2 separate regions of the Mus musculus genome follow, and region 2 is linked to region 1. Evidence: chromatin contacts called from public Micro-C data. All regions are on one chromosome and are shown on one strand. Each heading gives the region's core, a stretch centred on a gene start, on an enhancer-like site or on the middle of the called end of the contact. The rest is flanking DNA. Distances are from core to core; before and after follow the strand shown.

Region 1 (6,072 bases), core at 2,494-4,993:
GTCTGCACTTTGTCTCCCAGATTTAAAGGTAAGTGCCACCATGCCTAGCATGGTGACTTATTAGCTTTGTTGCTGTGGAACATACATCAAATGAAACATTGGTATGGCTCTGGTTTCACTGTCCATGGTTAGTATCTGGTGGGTGGACACCTGGTGGAACCAAGCTGCTCATCCCAGAACTAAGGAGCCATTCCCCAGAGACTTGTCTTCCTACTAAGTTCCATCCCTACAGCTTCTAGTAGTAGCTTCAGAGGTTGTGAATTGTGGACTTAGTCTGCCATAACATTTAAAATAGGTATTAAATTCAAGTCATTTGGTCACTCAGCACCCACGTGGCTCTTCAGAACAACAGAAGCCCCTCGGACTTGTCTGTTGGAAAAACCAGTTTGAAATAATGTACCTGCTTTAGTTGAGAAAACGCTACAACTGGTGCTGTGTCCTGCCATGCTGATGAGCTCTGCTCTGCGACCTGCCGAACTTGGGGGATCTCTACCCCCAGACTTTGCTCAGATCTGTTGATGATTTGTCCATGCAGGAAAGTTTACAAGGTCTCTGTGTGTCTACTACTTACTAGTTGCTGTGACAAAAATACTGAAAGTGTTTACTGTGTGTGAGGCACAAAGTTTGTGGGAAGCTGTACCCTCCCTCATTTTGGTGCTGCTCCTGCCTTGACTGACAGGATGAGCTGCCCCAACCATCGTTGCCATCTTCCATAAGAAGCAGGTGGCTCTATTGAGTTCCCTGGAGGTGATCCCAAGGGAAGGAGGAGCCTGGGAAAGTGGATCTCAAGTCCCCTAGTCTGGCAGTTGGCTGTTTAGGAAAGTCCAGTGTCAGTGTTTGATATGTTGTAAGGAAACAAATTCAGTTTTATTTAGCTTATTGGCTCTGGGGAAATGGCAGTTCCCATTAATTGGTGCTGTCTTTCTCTTTGAGGATCAAAATTAGCTTCCTGTTCAGTTGTTAAGCATATTTCATAGTCAAATAATCCTCTTATCTTTACAAGTGAGGTTTTCCTTCGAGTGGATATCAGAGTCCCTCCCACGGCTTCTATCCCTCCTATCCTTGTGTAGGAAGTTAAGCTTGCTCATTTGTAGATTAGTGGTCGGTTACACTGCAATTTAGAGTATCATGTGTACTCTACACATGATTGATTCTAAGCCCCCTTCCCTTTCCATGTCCTTCAAAAATTTTTTTATTCTGAGACAGTGTTAGGATTTTTCCTGGGCTAGCCAAATGCAAGAAGTGTTGGTCCCAGACTTGTAATCTTTCTGCCTTAGCCTCCCAAATTCTAGGATTATAGATTTATGTCATGTGATGAGTGGTCTTTTAAAGATTATCTTTTATTTTTTTTGAGATGGGGTTTTTCTGTGTAGTTTTGGCTTTCTTGGGACTTGCTCTGTAGACCCAGGATGGTCTTTACTCAGATCTGCTTGCCTCTGCCTCCCAACTGCTAGGATTAAAGCATGAGCCTGAGCCTTCATGCCTGGCTGACAGGTGAATTCTCAATACCTACCTAGCCATAGGGAAAGTGATTGTGTCCCCTTCCTCATAGAGGGGCATAGTCACCCAGGCCATACCTTTAGCTTGGGCTTTTGGTCAGTGAAGAAGTATGAAGGGACAAGAACACTATCAAGAGCCTAATGTGCTCTGGCCTGGATGGTCAGCACAAAATGAATAGACTTACCAAATTCTGCTGTCTCCTTGGTAGATGTGAAGTTGTTGGAAGAGTCCTAAATTTAGCAGACTATACTGTCAGCCTATCAGACTATAGGCTGCCGGAGGGCAAGTCTGCTACCTATTTCCATCTCATGCCTGCATTGTTCATCCCCCTATGTAACCCACCTACCTGTCACTCATTCCTCCATCCAAAAACTATTGTAGGTTCAGTGGAAATTTCAAGCTTGCCTGTCTCAGCATCTTTCTTACCTTACCCCTAAGGATGGCATCTCTCTTGGCTACATCTTTGGTTTATCTGGAGATCCTTGATTAATTTGAACAAGAGCTACCTTGGGTTATGCAGTTTATGCCTCCAGTGTCCCAGAGACCGGCATTTGAGAGATCCCTGATAGCAAACCCATAGGGTGGCCTTTTTTTCATCCACCCCATTCTCCCTCCCACCTCCCTCTTTTGACCTTGAGTCCTCACCAGAGAGAAACCAGGCCCACTTAATTAGTTCTACATGTGTACACTACATGGGTGCAGTGCCCAAGCAGGAGAGGTGTTAGATTCCCTTTTAACTATAGTTAATAGACAGTTTTTAAGCCCCAGTGGATGCTGGGAAGCAAACCTACATCCTCTAGAAGAGCAGCTATTTCTCTGAGCCATTTCTCCAGCACCATTTTCCCCTCTTTTAAAAGCAGGTCTTGCAGTGTGGCCTAGTCTGGCCCCCTGAGGTGTTTGCATTGCATGGCAGGCATGTCCACAGGAACACCATAGTTCTCACCACTCGTACAGCACAGCAAGTGGGGTGCCGCAGGGGATTATCACTTGAGTATAAAATAAGGGTTGCTTTAGATTGAATAGGATAACCACGCGTTCTCAGAACAATCAAGGAAGGCTGGGGTGAGCCAGCACCGACCTTAATTGTTTACTTAGTAAACTACTAAATGTATGCACGTGTAAGCTTTTGCCTTGATTGAGGTCAAGCTGTCGAGAAATGGTTCTCTTTACAGTGGATCCAGTCAGGATTGGCAGCAAGCACCTTTGCCTGCTGAGCCTACATGTTGTATAGAATGGCAACGTTGTGTAGAATGGCAGTACATTAAATGGGTTTTTCATTTACGAAGTGTGCTGGCTGGTTTTGTGTCAACTTGACACAAGCTGGAGTTCAGTTGAGGAAATGCCTCCATGAGATTCAGCAGTTTTCTCAGTGATGGGGGGATGGGGGCTAGCCCCTTGTGGGTGGTGCCATCTCTGGGCTGGTAATTCTGGGTTCTGTAAGCAAGCTGAACAAGCCAGGGGAAGCAAGCCAGTAACATTCCTCCATGGCCTCTGCATCAGCTCCTGCTTCCTGACCTGCTTGAGTTCCAGCCCTGACTTCCTTGGGGATGAACAGCAGTGTGGAAGTGTTAACTGAATAAACCCTTTCCTCCCCAACTTGCTTCGTGGTCATGTTTTGTGTAGGAATAGAAACTCTGACTTAAGACATAATGGTTTTGAGATTATGGTTTTATTTATGACTATGGTGAGCCCTACTGAAGAAGCCTCAGCATTCAGATCTATCGTATCCTGCCAGTTGCTTGAAGCATGAATTTGAGTGTCCCTTCTAAATAGGTTTTCATTTCTGTGAAATGGGTACAAAGAGGCTATGTTCTAGTACTGTGGTCAGGCTTGGGATAAACTGTAAAATGAAAGTGGTGCTTGGCATAACACTATTTTACTTGTTTTTAATCCTGAGAGGGAGTCTGAATGCTTCTGGGAAGAAGATGTGGAGTCCGGACTGACCTGTCCTGACTATAGTATGTCTGCAGTCCTAATAACAGCCCCTGGGGGGTTCTTCACTCTTCTCAGCTTTTGTACTCAGAGTGATGGGGGCTAGTGAGGCTGCCATGTGGGAAATCTAATAACCAGGGGTATTGGGAAAATTGAGATCCTTTTCTGTAGATGATGAATGAGGGCAAAGAGAAGCAGTAAGTATTTGGGGCCTGAAGCAGAGAGATGAGGGGAAGGGAAGTTATAATGGAAGTCTTGAGTCAGCTGACAGGAATCATGAGTCAGCAGAAACCTGAGTGACCAGGAGTTGTGAGTCAGCAGAAAGTATAGATAGCAAAGATGATGAGTCACCATCATTCTTGGTGAATCAGGGCTGAACTGTTGTTACTGAAATTCCTTTTTGGGTTCTTGGTCTTATCAATGAGATAATTTAGGGGCTGGGACAATGGCTAGGTTGTTAAGAGCACTTGCTGCTCCTGAGTGGATTCAGGTTCGGTCCCCAGCACCTCCGTCGGGCTGCTCACACTAGCCTATGACTTGGGCTCCGGGGAGTCTGACACCCTCCTCTGGCCTTCAAGTGTGCTTGTACACGCCTGGGGGTGGGGTGGGGGGAGATGGAGTAATGAAATGAAATTTCTGATTTTTTAAGTCTTTGAAAGTAAAATACAATTATGTTGGCCTCTCTCCCTGTCCTTTTCATTCAACCTCTCCTATGTGCTCTCCTCTTACTCAATTTCTCGAATTTATGGCCTCTCTTTGTGCGAACATGTGTGTGTGAATAAAATAAAGCATTTTTTTTAAAACCTCTTGTCTGAATGGCTTCTGAATTGGTGACCTTTTGAATAAGCTTGCCTGGTTTCTACCTGATCACACTATGGTGTGGTGAGCAGCTGGACTTGCAACAAACAAAACATTGGTTTCTTGCTCCTTCAAGACTGCTGGGCACTGGCCATGTCACACCTCTGGGTCTGTCACCTTGCCTGACTGCTGCTTAAAGCCACTCAGCACACACACACTCCCAGCTGTGCACACAGTCGAAGGAGGCTGACCCTTGTACGCAGCAATTTTCATTTGGGACAGGTTGCTAGAAACCTTGATAATCTCAGAGTGTCACTGCCTGGGCTCTTCTAAGCTGTCCTGGCCTAGTATTCTCCAAGGTCAATTTCTTCAGCAATTTCTTTGTTCTGAAGGTTTCCTAATTAGCTTCTTACAGCTGTCTTTCTTGCTTAAGTAATAGTCTTAACTGTGGGTGTGTGGGGAAGCCTTGTGTATGGTTGAACCTTCTGGCATAGGCTATAGTTGCACAGTGTGAAGTCTGGAGAGAGGAGAGGGGAAGCCCTGGGTGTGTGATGAATGGGGATGCAAACTCGCACGTGGAGACTCATGGTGGCTCCCTCCTGTCTCCATGGATAACCAGATATGTACACTGCTCACTTACTCCAAGATCTGCATATCTGAACTAGCCCAATCCTTTCATCCTTTCAAAACTGATTTCAAAACCACGCCCAAGACAACTTCCACCTGGTGCCACATGGCATGGGCAAGGTATAGCACTTCTGAGACCATTCCTAAGAGGACCCCAGACACCCAGAGACTGGGCACCACTAGGATGACCAAGTGGTAGAGAGATGGAAGAGAAAGAAACAGAAGAATGTGCACAATGAAGAGAGGCAGAACTAGAGAATCAAGGAGCCTGATTTGAGTACCACCTAAGGCCGTAGTGAGGTCCTGGTCTTTAGGTCCTTTGTTACCACCAAAGGCTAGTCAGATGTCCCTGGTCTGGGCTGCTGCCCTGTCATTGTATGAGGATTGTGCAGAGCTGGCCCCATCCCTTGCCTCCCAGCCCTAGGAGAGCTAGCCATGAAGGTGGAGAGTAGGAGAGCTCACCCTATCCACCCCTAGCCGGCTGCAGGTCCTACACCTCACCTAGGAAGCACAGTAGAGCTGGCCCTGGTAGTGGGAGTTGTTGGTAAACTGGCCCCAAGGGTGTGAGCATGGCAGAGCTGGCCCTGCCACTTATCTGTTGTGTGGTGGCATAGGTGAGGGGAAACATGCTCCCTCCCCCACTCTTTACCACCTGTAGCAAGTGGCAGAGCCGCCCAAGGGCATGAGAGTGGGAGAACTGGCTCTGCCCTTAACAGTTGCAGTGCAGGAGAGCTTTCCCTGGTGCTGTGGGTGTGGGAGAGCTGGCAGGTGAGCAGCTCAGATACCATCCAGGCCCAGATCCAGGGCTTTGAGTTGGCACACCCCAATATCAACTCCATCTGTGGACTGCTGGAGAGCATGAAGGGGCAAGTCCTACACATCTAAAGCTACAGGATCTCCACGACACAGGGTGACAGTAGGGTGTCCAAGGGGAGTCCTAGTAAGTTTCCAGTATTGATAGTGTAGCAGAAGCCAGAGGCCTTGAACTAGACAAATGACTCATTGCAATGAACATTTGCAAGCAAAGGAGTATGGACAAAAGGGTGTACTGTGGGACATGCACACTGCAGCTTCCACACCAGGTTTTTTTTTTTTTTTGGTGGGAGGTTGCAAGGGTGAAGGACAGTACGAGAGAACAAGGAGATGGGTGGGGTTGGGTTGCATGTATGAAATTCATGAAGAATCAATAAAAAGTTAAATAAAATTAAAACCAGT
Region 2 (7,118 bases), core at 2,899-5,398, 170 kb before region 1:
TGGTGATAGAAGAGCACACCACCACATCTTGTCTTCCCCTCTCCTCTTCTCAGCTTTATTGTTTCTTCTTCCTCCCCTGTCTCTTCGTCTCTTCATCATCTTCCTCCTCCTCTTTTGGTTTTTTTTTTTTTTTTTTTTTTTTTTGGTTTTGTTTTTTGTTTTTCAAGACAGGGTTTCTCTGTATAGCCCTGGCTGTCCTGGAACTCACTCTGTAGACCAGGCTGGCCTCAAACTCAGAAATCCTCCTGCCTCTGCCTCCTGAGATTAAAGGCGTGTGCCACCATGCCCGGCCCCCCTCCTCTTTTTAACTGTTGTGAAGAACATGAAAACTGGAGAAAACATTGCATTGGCTAGAGAAATAACTCCAGAATAATGACCTCTAAGTTTTCAGTGGCCTGACACATAGCATACCGGTTCCCAAAAGAGAACTCTTCTTTTGGACATCCACGCCCCTAGGGTTGGTTGCAGTTCACTTCCTCCACTCTTTGCTTACACAACAGGTAGCTGAGCCCTCTTTTCCAAAGGTGGGGTATTCAATTATGGTCCTGACTTGGTGGGGCGGACCCTAGCTCTCTGAGTCCCAGAATCCTCTTCTCCACTATCTGGGGAATAAGACAGCTGCTCACTGTTCTAGAGGGGCAACATTGTCCTGAACTGAGGCACATGGAGTAGATAAATCAGAGATTTAGCAAATCTTAGAGAGGCCACCGGCTGGTTGCCATTGATAATGGCTGTGACGCTCAATGGTCTCCTCTTGGTGATGATCTTTTCTATGTGATCCCTGGACTGGCAACTTCAGCAGTACCGTTAGAAATGAAGACCCTCAGGCTAGGCTGGACCTTCTGAGTCAGCTCAGAAGGACAGGGCTAGCTGACATTTTTTAAAACTAACCTACTGGAATGTTTGAGGCAGAGCCACTTGTAACTCAGGCTGGTCTCACATTTACTGTGTAGTTGAGGATGGCCTTCATCTCCTGCCTCTATGTCCTAAGCACTGGAACTGCAAGTTTGACTCCAAGCCTTGTGTTTATGTAGTGTTAGGGACAGAGCCCAGGGTTTCTTGTATGTGAAGCAGGCACTCTGCCAGCTGAGCAGCATGCCTTGTCCCTCTGACACTGCCTCAGGCCAATGCACATCAGACCCTATTTCACACCAGAACCTTCTTGGAAGCCCCAGACAACCCTATTGTTCAATCTTCCCCACCAACCCAAAACCAAGACCCAGGTATCAGAACTGTCCTAATTCTTTCTTGTAAGTCTATTCACGGCCCTGAGCATCAGTATCACTCGGGAGAAATTCTGAATGCCAAGTTTGGTCCCAAGGCCCATACAGACTACACTTCAATCTGGGTGATTCTCCTGACTCACTAAAATATGGGAATGTTTTAGCTATGGCTCAGTCCCAGGGCGTCCCTGATGAAGTCCCAAGTACCAGAGGGAAAAACGGTCAGTAATAGTCATAGAAAGGTTTGTGCTTCTATGCCAGTTGGCTTCTACCGTATGCTAATCTTGAAGCTGTCCCCTCCAGACCCCACCCTCCTGACAAAAGCCAGGACCCGGGTTATAAAAACTCAATTTGAGATGTGTCTGAAGCTTTTGGAAGTACAGGTCAATGTACCTCCCTGAAGCCAGTCCAGCTGCCCAGGGGCGGTTATTGGGTTTGTGGTGTTGTTTTCTGATTCTCTGAGGACCTGGCCTTCCAGTCCCCACCAACGGATGCGAACAACCTCAGGCAGAAGCATTAAAGTCCGTGAGCTCCTCCAAGGGGGCCCTAGAGAATAAGCCAGCAAGGAGGAAGCTCTTTAATTAACACTAGGGCTGTGACTCTGACCGCCATGTTATTAATTACTGCCTGTTACTCCCCGGTGGCATCCTCTGAACAAGCTATTGCTCACTCGCCCCGCCCAGCCCCACCCTCCAGCTTTCCCTTCTTACTCCTTACTCAACGTTTTACCAGACTGCTACGCAGTGATTTGAAAGTGAAACCAAGGCTGACTCAGAATTGGAACAAAGTTGCATCTGGACTAAGGGTTTCCTTAAACACGTAGAAAGTGCCACAGAGTGGAATGCGCAAAACTTGTGAGCGAGAGGGGCAGAAACCTTATTGTTCTGGAAGTTTCTAACTCACAAAAAACCTTTTGTGGTAATCTAGTCCATACCTTAGTTTACTTTTTTTGCCCTTTGCTTGAAAGTGATGAAGGGAGGAGAAATCTTGTTTTTAAAAACATGTGGGTTTTGTTTTTTGGTTTTTTTGGGTGGTGGTGGTGGTGGTTGGTTGGTTGGTTGTGTTTTATTTTTGCTTTGAGACAGGGTCGCATGTCATGAAGGCTGGCCTCAAACTTATTTTTAGCCAAGGATGATCTTAAACTTCTTCCTGTCTCCAGGGCTTCCAGGAATGTGCCACCACGCCCAGTTTTAAGGTGATTAAGTGGCGCATGTGCCGTGGGGTCTTCAAGCCTGCCTTCACCCTTCACTCCTGTCCCTGTGTGCTAGTGTGAAGCCGTAGGGGAGGGGACAATGGGGTAGAAAGTGGCTAGAGTTTGGTCACTCAGAGGGAGTCCGTTTACTGCCTCGGGTCTCAGTTTTCTCTAAAATAAGGGATGCCACAGGGTGTGAAGGTGCACACCTGTAACCCTACCCCTCAGGATGCGGAGGCAAGCAGGTTGTGATTTTGAGTCCAGCCGGGGCTGCATACCAAAGCTCTATCTCAAAAATAAAGCTGAAACTGGGTGTGGTGGCCAGTACTCCGAAGGAAGTCGGAGGCTGGAGGATCAAAAGTTCAAGGTCCTCAGGTACAGAGCGGTTTCACACCCTAGACACGTGACCACCTGTCAAATAAGTAAGTGAAGAAATACACAACATAAAGAAATTTACCAGCGGGTTGGTGGTGGCGCACACCTTTGATCCCAGCACTTGGGAGGCAGAGGCAGGTGGATTTCTAAATTCGAGGCCAGCCTGGTCTACAGAGTGAGTTCCAGGACAGCCAGTACTACACAGAGAAACCCTGTCTCTAAAAATAAATAAGTAAATAAATAAAAAGAAATTTACTGCTGGAGAGTACAAACTTTGTCAAAGGCTTACAGTGATGTCCCAGGAGTCTGTGCGGCTAAGAGAAGCCCTCCCCTCATCCTTTTCCCCTTGTTAGCCTCCAAGATTGTGGGTTGCAGATTTCAAGAGAGGGAGGGGGATACCTAGATAGATAGACAGACAGACAGACAGACAGAAGATAAGTAGGACTCTTTCTGGAGTTTGATTTGGGACTTCTCAGCTTTTACAAGTTGGGGACCTAATGCCTCCCTTTTCTTCTGCAGAATTTGGAATCCAGAGAAAACACTGAGGGCACAGGTCACCTGTAATGACCAATAAGGAGATCCCAGGGCTCCTTCAGAATCCAGTTCTGCCCGCTCTACGAACACACTACATGGCTGTGCCGTTGTAGCTGTGCCTGTTACATATATTCTGTCAGTAAGGAGTTGGGTATCCATTCTAAGCTGATAGTTAAATAAATGGGGAGAAGCCTGAGACATACCACCATAAATAATAACTAACTGTGCAATCAGACTTCCAGAAAAGCCTGAGGAAAAGCAGGTTCCGTTAGGCTGATCACTCTGGGTTCTGGTGCAGTAATGGGCAGTGGCACCTCCCAAGCCTACTGCAAGACGAGCTCCCTGTCTGTCAATCAAATAAGGCCCAAGGGATGACTCAAGTTTGTAAGCCTAGGGCTTGGGAGATAAAGTCAGGTGTATTTCTGTGAATTTGAAGCTAGGCTAGTCTACGTTAGTTTTAGCCAGGCTACATAGTGAAATTCTGTTTAAAAACAAACAAACAAACAATAGTCCAGACTCTGACTCACAAAACAAATAAACAAAGGAGCAGAGAACCATATGTACCAGTAGATGCTTGTCTTTGTGTGGGAGGCTACAGCGTGATGTTACAGACTGGGATAGACTGGCGGCTTACAAACAGCAATTCATTTCTCAGAATTCTACCATCTAGAAAGTCCAGTGTCGAGACACCAACAGATGCAGTGTCTGAGGAGGACCTAACTTCTATAACTTTTGTACTATACCTTCCCACAGTAGGGGTAATGGTTTGAATGCGAAATGTCCTTACAGTGTTTGAACACTTGGTCTCCACGTGGTGGCACCGTTCAGAAAGATTGGAGAACCTTACAATGTGGAACGTGACTACAGGAAGTGGATCAGTAGAGCCTCGCCTTACAGGTCATAGTCAAGCCTGTTTCTAACCCAAGTTCTTCCCCTCTCTGTCTCTGCTTCCTGCTCTGTGGAAATTTGAGGAATCCTAGACACATTCTCCACAGTGTGAAGTCTGTTGTGCCTTCTCTGCTGTTGTAAATGAAGACTGCTCAAACTGTAAGCCCAAATAACTCTTTCTCTTCTCTTCAAATTTTTTCACAGTAATGTAAAAAGGTAGCTATATCAGGGCGAGGCCTCTCTCTTAAGGGTACTAGTCCTCTTCTCGTGGACTCAGTTTCCACAGCCTGACCATCCCGGCCTCTACCTCTCAATGCTAGAATTGCAGGCATGCACCACCACCTGGGTGTTTGCCCCATGCTTTGGGAGGAACCAGGACTTCCTGCATGCCTGGCAAGCACTCTGCCAACTGAGCTAACATCTCCAGCTCTCAAAGCCTTACCTTCTAAAGCAGCGGTTCTCAACCTATGGGACTGCGACCCTTTTGGGGGTCACACAACCCCTTCACAGGGGTCACCTAAGACCATTGGAAAACACAGAGATTTACATTACAATTCATGACAGTACCAAAATTACAGTTATGAAATAGCAACAAAAATAATTTTATGATTGGGAGTCACCACAAAACAAGGAACTATCTTAAAGGGTCGCAGCATCAGGAAGGCTGAGAACCACTGCTTCTAGAACATTTTGGGATCTGGGTTTTCAACAGATGAGGCCAAAGGAGAAAGCATGTTGAGACCCTAGGGTGGCTCTGTGGATGCTGGTGACCTAAACTGCTTCTGTACTGACGCTGTCAACCCCTTGGAGTGAGGGGTGCTTCTAACTAGAATCACCTGTGGCAATTCCTAATGTGTAAGTTACAGGTTGGGTTCGAAAAGCTTTGCTGTCAGAGCTGGTTTTCCCCTAGGAACCGCAGCCAATGGCTCTTTTCTCCCAGGGAAGATCTGGAAATGCCTGGTCAAACTATGGAGTTACCCAAGCATTGCAAACCAGCCAGTTACGGAAAGCACCTGCTGGAGGAGAACACAGCCCACAGAGCAGCACATGGCTTCTCTCTAAATGGCTGATGGTAAAGGGCTTTCCTCTTGTGAAGGAGACTCTGCAGCAGGAGTAACTACAAAACCCACGATCGAACAAACGCTCCTGCTTGTTTTCAGGCCACATTATTATATAAACAGCTCCCAACTCTCTGCCTCCAAGTTGTCAAATTCCTCAAAGGGCGCTCAATTGAGAAGCCAATCCCAAGCCACATTTACTTGTCAGAAGGTCCATGTTGTGAGGACATGAATCTCAGAAGAATAGGACAGGCTGGGGATGTATAATAGCTCAGCAGTAAACATTTGTCTGGGGTGAATAAAGGAGAAAAGGGGGGAGGGAAGGGGCACACACAGAGCTCTAGGCTGAGGAAGCTCTTTGAATAATGTTCTCTTTAGAACAAAGAATTCCAGGGGTCTAAGGAGATAGCTTGGCTGGTAAGAGCAATTGCTGCACAAGAGAGAGTATCTAAATTTAAAAACCTGTAAAATAGAGCTGAACTTGGCCTTAGTATACCTGTGACCCCAGGGCTTCTGGAGTTAGAGACAGAAAGATAATTGAGGCTTACTGTCTACCAGCCTAGCTCTAAGTTCAATGAGAGACCCCGTCTTAAAGGATGAGGTGGAGAGTGATACAGACTACCCAGTGTCCTTCAGGCCTCTGCACATGCATGCACACATGCAGGCATGCATATTTATATTCTGTTTTGACCATCCTTTTTCTTTTCAGCTTTCTAATTTATCAGGCTCTGGTGCTCTCACAGACCTTGGGCAGGGCACTTTATTTCCCTGAACATGAGGTCCCTCATCAGGAAATGTTGGGAGCCGCCCCCACATTCGCCGTTACAAGATGGCGCTGACATCCTGTGTTCTAAGTGGTAAACAAATAATCTGCGCATGTGCCAAGGGTATCTTATGACTACTTGTGCTCTGCCTTCCCCGTGACGTCAACTCGGCCGATGGGCTGCAGCCAATCAGGGAGTGACACGTCCGAGGCGAAGGAGAATTCTCCTTAAGAGGGACGGGGTTTCGTTTTTTCCCTCTCTTGCTTCTTGCTCTCTTGCTTCTTGCACTCTGTTCCTGAAGATGTAAGAATAAAGCTTTGCCGCAGAAGATTCTGGTCTGTGGTGTTCTTCCTGGCCGGTCGTGAGAACGCGTCTAATAACAATTGGTGCCGAAACCCGGGACGAGAAAAAAACTCGGGACTGGCGCAAGGAGGATCCCTCATTCCGGAACCAGAACTGCGGATCACGTTTATAAAGGTTCCCGTAACACAGACTGTTGAGAAGGATTCAACTGCCGAATTCAGAACTCATCAGCTGGGGAACGACGGTGATAAAGGTTCCCGTAAAGCAGACTGTTAAGAAGGATTCAACTGTATGAATTCAGAACTTTTCAGCTGGGGAACGAGGTAAGTCTGATCTTGAACTTTCTAAGGAAATTCAAGACAGTCTATCAGAAGTAAAGTGGAAAATGGCTTTACAAGTTATGTTTGGCCTTGAATTTTTTCTAGTGTTAGAAGCCCTTTTGTTCCTTTTCACATGTTATATAGTGGTTAAGATAGGGCTGAAAATTCTAGAGGAAATTCAGGACAAGCTATCAGAAGTAAAGCGGGGAGAGAGAGTAGGAACAAAAAGGAAATATGGTACACAAAATAAGTATACAGGCCTTTCCAAGGGTCTTGAACCCGAGGAAAAGTTAAGGTTAGGTAGGAATACCTGGAGAGAGATTAGAAGAAAAAGAGGAAAAAGGGAAAAGAAGAAAGATCAATTAGCGGAGGTCTCTAGGAGAAGGAGCCTGTGCTCTGAAGAAACAGACTGGGAGAAAAAAGCGGCTCATTATGAAAGAAAAGGATACCAGCCGCCAAGT

The links. A called contact is a pair of places that touch in the nucleus more often than the background predicts.
Region 2: a Micro-C map of the G1E-ER4 cell line shows a contact between it and region 1. The contact joins two enhancer-like sites. A contact is called at or near these places in 4 of 39 promoter capture datasets (the C10 cell line, the HPC-7 cell line and pre-B cells), 17 of 484 Hi-C or Micro-C datasets (B cells, the C10 cell line, CD4 T cells and 12 more), 13 of 115 datasets of contacts at active chromatin or transcription factors (the 230-238 cell line, CD8 T cells, the HPC-7 cell line and 6 more) and 3 of 9 other capture datasets (adipose tissue, bone marrow-derived macrophages and liver).

Annotation. Positions count from the first base shown.
Region 1 is chr7:118,102,537-118,108,608 of GRCm38.p6, reverse strand. Rps15a (ribosomal protein S15A) reads left to right here. Exons shown (of 5, transcript NM_170669.2): 5 at 1-4,235. Among named protein-coding and RNA genes, the nearest start is that of Rps15a, 11 kb to the left of the region's middle. Within about 2 kb of position 3,743, at least 106 of the 459 cell types and tissues checked have an H3K27ac peak or open chromatin away from gene starts, as enhancers often do. A contact at or near this core is called in CD8 T cells, the G1E-ER4 cell line, the HL-1 cell line and 5 more, where this site is marked.
Region 2 is chr7:118,272,506-118,279,623 of GRCm38.p6, reverse strand. The region is part of intron 2 of Gm34999 (a long non-coding RNA gene); the gene reads right to left. Among named protein-coding and RNA genes, the nearest start is that of Gm23229, 3.8 kb to the left of the region's middle. Within about 2 kb of position 4,148, at least 94 of the 459 cell types and tissues checked have an H3K27ac peak or open chromatin away from gene starts, as enhancers often do. A contact at or near this core is called in CD8 T cells, the G1E-ER4 cell line, the HL-1 cell line and 5 more, where this site is marked.